Regions from separate parts of the Pan troglodytes genome. Here region 2 is linked to region 1. A link is a contact called in public HiChIP or PLAC-seq data. All regions are on one chromosome and are shown on one strand. The core of a region is the stretch at or near the end of the contact, and the rest is flanking DNA. Distances in the headings are between cores, read along the strand shown.

Region 1 (3,158 bases), core at 210-2,709:
AATCAAGTAAAGTCTGAATCCACCTTCTATTGCTTTGGGGGTTTGAGTCTATATTCTAGGATTCATTTAATAGTTTCATTTCTCTAAGCATCAAGCAAAACAGTTAAAATTACAAAACAGAAACATAAAGTTCACCTCATCATGTGGTATGGATCACTCTGTTATTCTTTATCTAGACCTTCAAATACTTTATGTAAAATGTTTCTATACAAAAGGAAACACAGGATTAGTTCCTCCTCTATTGCTTCTAAAGAGCTCTACCATGGAAAGCTCTCTCCCTTCCATTTTGCAAGTCTCAACAAGTCTGCTGCTGAGTCAGAACCTCCTTTTTTCCCTGATGTAAGAACTATTTCTCCCTTGAAAATTCATAAAGCTTAGGAATAAATTAGAGTCTCCCTGGGGGGAAGGGGCGGGGACGCCGGAATGAATGTGGTGGGGAGGAGTCCCACGCTGCAGCCCTGATGATGGCACACGAAACGCTTTTATGAAGCGGAGCTGGCCCGGGGTTACCATGGGAGCTCGCCGTGGAACCCGTTCCACGCATCCGAGTGTGTAAATAACCACGCGGAGCGTGTTTGTTCCAGGGACTTTGTTCCTTCTTACCCAAGTGAAAATGCCTGGAATATAGCCGAGGCTTCATGTTTACCCTACAGAAACACCCTCGGCGGCTTTAGGACGTCGGTGACAGCACTCCTACCAGCGCCTAAAAACAGAAACAAGCTTAGAGGGCGCTACCTAGGGCTACAAGGAGGCCCTAGATCGGGGACTCGGGGTCTAGAGGTGCGGGGCGAGGCGCTCAGCGGACTTCAAGCCGGCAGAGCCCAGACGCTAGTTCACCACAGGACCCCCGGGCTGGGCCGGGCTCCCGCGTTGCGCTGGGGGCCCCTCGGGCGCCTATTTCTACGCGGGCTCGCACAGTGCAGGCGCCGGTCGGGGTCCCGGGCCTCAGTTTCCCCCGCGGGCCAGCCCCGCTCTGGGAAGCCCGAGTGGTGCAGCAGGGCTTCTCCCCACCCAGGGCGGAACCGAGGTGACAGGAAGGAGGAGGCACCGCGAGGGGCGGAGACGCGTGCGACCCGGGCAGACTCTGCGCGGATCCCGCGCCAAGGAGGGGCCGTTGCCCAGGAACCGTCCCTCCCTCCCGCGCGTGCTTGCCCTCGTGCGCGCGCCCGCCCAATGCTCCCGACCACTGTTTGCCAGCCGACCCCCACCCCAACCGGCCTGTCCATTTCCCCGGGAGCGGAGAGACCCAAGGAGACACGCCGCTCGCTCCCGCCCTCCCGGGAGCGCGAGCGCGCCCTCGGCTGCGTCTGCATAGTAATGAGGGGCGGGGAGGGGCGACGGGGACGCGGTGGCCTCGCGCCCGCGCGTGCCGGGACGCACCGCGGGGGGCGGCGCGATTGTGAGGTGGCGCTGACGCACGTTCCGGGGTTCTTAAGCGGCCAGGGCGGCTACGGCGACTGCGACGGCGGCGGCGGCAGCGATCGCCGCGAGGGGTGGTGGGGCCGAAGTCGGTGCCCCCTGGCTCAGTCACGGTGTCCCTCTCTCACTGACTCCCCCTCCTTCCACCACGGCCGCGCAACCCCAGCGCCGGCGGCTTCCTAGGTGGGGCAGGGGACGAGGAGCGTTTCCTCCCGCTGCCGGCGGCCTGATAAATGAGGGATTTCGGGTTTGGGGTGCTGCAGACCGCCCCGCTCCGAAGTAGCAGTCCTGGGCCCCTGTTCAGCGGCGAGGCGTACGGTCCTTACGCCGTGGGGTCCGCCAACCCGCTGCCCTCCGCCACGCCCTTCGGCCCGCTGTCGCCACCACCGTTGCCTGTCACCGGCTTCTTAGAGGCCGCCTCCCCCTTCTCCATCCCCCTCGGCGGCGGCGCGGGTAGCCCGGCCGCCGCCGTTTCCTCTTCCTCCCCGTTCCTGGCGCATCAGCAGACCATGCAGGATGAGCTGCTGCTGGGGCTGACACAGCAGCCGGCGCGGCCGCTTTCGGGGGCGGCGGCCACGGAGAAACTCCCCAACCACCACCCCGGCGGCGGCACGATCGCGGGTGTGACCCACCTCCTCCCCTCCCAGGACTTCAAACCGAGTCTGCACCACCCCTCCTCCTCCTCCGCCTCCTCCTGCTGCTGCTGCCGCACCTCCTCCCCGCAGGACTTCAGTAAGCGGCAGCAGCAGCAGCTGAGCAGCCAGAAGAGGAAAGAGTTCAGCCCTCCCCACCTTCCCCACCCTCCGGACTCGAAGCCGCCGCCGCCTCCGCCGCTCCACTGCCCCGGTCGGTTCAGCCCGCCGCCGCCGCCGCCGCCAGCCGGCCCGCTCCTCCAGCCGGCGCAGCTCGCTCAGCGCCAGCAGCAACAGCCGCCGCAGCAGTTCAGCCTCCTGCATCAGCAGCACCTCTCGCCGCAGGACTTCGCCCCGCGGCAGCGTCCGGCAGACCTGCCCCCGCTCCCGCAGCTCCCTCCCTCGCCGCCTGCAGCCCCGCAGCGCCGCCACGGAGGCGCGGGCAGCCCTCGCAAGACCCCAGCCGCGGGCGAGGGCAGCGCCGCCGAGTCCCCCAATGCGGGCTTGGCCTCCTCGACGCCGGTGAACCCCGCGCCGGGCTCCATGGAGTCCCCCAACCACCCTCTGCTCAACAGTCCCAGTAACCTCCTGCCCGGAGGTGCGCTTGGCGCGGGCGCCTTCAGCAGCCTGCAGAGCCCGGACCTTCCACACCCGGGCGGCGGCGGCGGCGGCGGGGGCGGGGGGCCCCCAGGAGGCGGAGGGGGAGGCGGCTCCGCGTCGCCGCCGCCACTGCCCGGCTTCGGCACCCCCTGGTCGGTGCAGACCGCGTCGCCGCCACCCCAGCCCCAGCAGCCGCCGCCGACCCAGCCGCAGCAGCAGCCGCCGCCACCCCAGCAGCCGCCCCAGCCGCAGCCGCAGCCGCCCGGCTCGTCTGCCACCACCCCGGGCGGCGGCAGCGGCGGCTCGCTCAGCGCCATGCCGCCGCCCAGCCCCGACTCAGAGAACGGCTTCTACCCCGGGCTGCCGTCGTCCATGAACCCGGCCTTCTTCCCGAGCTTCTCGCCCGTGTCGCCGCACGGCTGCACTGGGCTCAGCGTTCCGACAAGCGGCGGCGGCGGCGGCGGCGGCGGCTTCGGCGGCCCCTTCTCGGCTACCGCTGTGCCCCCT
Region 2 (3,158 bases), core at 488-2,987, 480 kb after region 1:
AGCATCTTTGGGGATGAGAGAGAACACAATTCAGCTATAACACTGCTGCCCCAAATCCTGGCACAGTAAATCAGCTCATTTCCTCATATTCATGCCTACGTGCACACCCCATCATACACAGACACACAGACACATACATACACATACAGAGACACAAACACAAATACACTGACACATACACATGCATGCAGGCTGTGTCAAAAAATGTACTCTGGATTTGTTTTAATTAGGTATGGTAAGACACACAGACACAAACATGATTGGCACAAAAGAAGAAGTTTATACTTAACAGATCCCTAGAAACAAGAAGCATGGTGTCTTAGTTCGTTTTCTGTTGTAACAGAATACACAGACTGGGCAATTTATAATGAACAGAAATTTATTTTTCACAGTTCTGGTGGCTGGGAAGTCCAAGATCAAGGGGCTGGCATCCTGCAAGGGTCTTCTTGCTGCACCATCCTATGGTGCAAGGCAAGAGAACATGAGAGCAAGAAAGAGAAAGAGAGAAAACGAGGCCAAATTCATTCTTTTATAAAGAATCCACTCCTGCAATAATGGCATTAATGCATTTATGAGGGCAGAGCCCTACAGCCTAATTGCCTCTCATTAGGTGCCACCTCCCAACACCATTGTGTTAGGGATTAAGTTTCCAATACATGCTTTTGGGAAGACACATTCAAATCATAGAACATGGCATGCCACACAGGACCACATAGGGAAGAACCAGTGTTGGTCAGAAGGCAGAACGGAGACAGCAGAGTACAGCACAGAGCCTTTACTAGGGTTTTCCCAGGAAGGAATAGGCGAAGCAGGGTAGGGTGCTGCATAAATTTAGGAGTGGATAGCTTGAATAATCGTGGTATTCTCTGGGCTACAGTGGTCTGGTATCTGGACCTGGGGTGACTTAGGACAGGAGGAATATTGGCTTAGTGTGTGAGAGTTTGATAATGGAGATGGTTGGTTGTGTGGGCTCTGGATTGGTTGGCTTGTATATCAAAGGAGACTTTGCATATTTCAGGGGAATCATTTGCTATCTGTAGAAATTAGCTAACATAGGAGAATCAGTTTCTCCAGGATCAAGGCTCCAAATGCCAGAGCATCAAGAATACAGAAAATAAGAAGATACAGTCAATACACATACACACAAACATACACACACCATACACACAGACACAAATACACACAAACACATGTGCACATACACACTAGTCTATTGGAGTGTGTTTGCTTGGCTCCATTCATTCTATTACTCTTCCAGCTACTTTGCCTCCTACCTCTCCCTCTTTTTTTTTTTTTCCAACTTTTTTGAGCCATAACATTTGTATCCGTTTTCAGGAATTGCAGTGGGATTCAGAGAATAGGCAAACATTAAACTTGTGCATTCAACCTTCCACTTTTAACTGGAAAACACTCAAGTGCAACATTTGTTGGTACTCTGCAGCACCTCCACAGAGCTTTTGCTGCTGCCACGTTAGACAGCTTCACCATGTAATGACGACCTTTTAAGATTCTAAATCCCCCCACCTCTGAGCCTGTGCTTCATTGGAAATGCAAGACGATCGGATGACATGAGGGAGGGGCAGCTCTTAAGGCTTGACCTAATTTCCAGTGCTGCTCATGTTGATTTCTCTCCGTCCTTCTCCTGCAGGCTGTGCCTCTCTGCTTACCCAGCATGCTTGTACTCCACTACTGGAAGTAGCCTGTCACTTTAAAGGAAAAAAAAAAAAGCCACCGAGTGACCTTCCTTAGGAACGGGTTGCTAAGCTGGTGTTTTTGCTCCAAGACATGGCTGCAGCTTCCCAGGGAGGAGCCCAGGGGCATCTCCAACACTCAGCCTTTCCCTCCGGACCCTTTTAAAAGATTCAACAGCACCGTCTCTCTCCACTTCCGTCCTAGAATGCAGAATCTGCAAAGTGCCTTTTGTAAAGTTTCTTAAGGTAAATCAGTCCCTAACCGGACTTTGGGCTGCAACAGTGATTTCCTGTTTTCAGTTACCCGGCTTGAAGTTCAGCCTCTCCAGGATACCGTGAGACTGGATTTAATGAATTGTAAATTTAGGGGCTCTCATCGTTATTTATGTTTTTACTTCTGAAATGGGAACATAGACCATTACTTGGCAGCTTTGATTTGAGCTGCTATCTGGTATCTGGTTTGCAGGAAATGTAAGTCCAGTTCATCACAAGTCCTGAGTGAAAATGCTGTCTGACCAAAGCTCTGTGAAACATTAGCTGCGTGTTGCATTTATGGGCCTTTTAGTTCAAACTGGCTTAAGGGGAGAAGCACTAGTTACTGCAAAATACACTTTTCTTGGTATGAGACAGAGAAAGGGCTACTAACCACAGTGCTAAGAGTTGCTGTGCTTTCCAAAGACTTCAAGAAAATGTACTGGCTACAACTTAAGCTGATTGTTTGTTTCCCTTCATTGCAAAGAGGTGCTATGAAAAGCTAATAAAGTCAAATAAGAAATATGTTTGCTATTGCATTTTCATATAACCTTTTCTGCAAATAAATTCAGCACCAGCATGAAATCTCTCTCTCTATATATATATATATATGTATATATATATATATCTCCTAGAGCTCACTTATAGAGTCATTCATTCAAACATTTATGGAGCATCAACAATGCACCAGGCAATGAACTTAAGTTTAGAGTGTGCAAACATAAATTAGACTAGGTCAGAAGCTCAGAATTTGCTGGGAAAACAGACCTATAAACACATGATAAGAGTACAATGAGCTAAGTGCCATAAGAGATTTATAAAAACACTGAGAGCACAGTGGGATGACATCCAGGGAGGGGCTTCCAGTACTTAGCACATCATGTAAATGCACTGGTCATATATCACGTAACACAGCTCAAATATGGTACTCATGTGTACTCTTCAAGGCCAGTGTATATTATATCGAGCTGATTAAATGATTCTATAAAGCTATTGGTCACTAACCTTATGCTAAGGGAAACTGCAGCTGGAATAACTTGTAGAATAAGATAATGTATTCCAAAACAATGTATGTGGCACCTCCCCAGGTGTCCAAGCTCCAGGATGGAACAGAAAAATGTTCTCAGGGTGTGAGGAAGAAAATACTCATGGGTAGAAGTGCAGGAGGTTTCAGAAGCACCATAAATGGAAACAGCAAGGCAACTGCCCTGGGCC

The links. HiChIP or PLAC-seq counts read pairs in DNA pulled down with a chosen protein or histone mark.
Region 2: an H3K4me3 HiChIP or PLAC-seq map of stem cell-derived excitatory neurons shows a contact between it and region 1, with 2.5 times the contacts expected there. The contact joins the promoter of CC2D2A here to the promoter of CPEB2 in region 1. A contact is called at or near these places in 1 of 7 Hi-C or Micro-C datasets (stem cell-derived neural progenitor cells) and 1 of 1 datasets of contacts at active chromatin or transcription factors (stem cell-derived excitatory neurons).

The regions. Positions count from the first base shown.
Region 1 is chr3:15,484,210-15,487,367 of NHGRI_mPanTro3-v2.0_pri, forward strand. It overlaps CPEB2 (cytoplasmic polyadenylation element binding protein 2), which reads left to right and starts at 1,460. Exons shown (of 10, transcript XM_016951363.2): 1 at 1,460-3,158. The coding sequence starts at 1,653.
Region 2 is chr3:15,964,694-15,967,851 of NHGRI_mPanTro3-v2.0_pri, forward strand. It overlaps CC2D2A (coiled-coil and C2 domain containing 2A), which reads left to right and starts at 1,738. Exons shown (of 37, transcript XM_063808637.1): 1 at 1,738-1,937.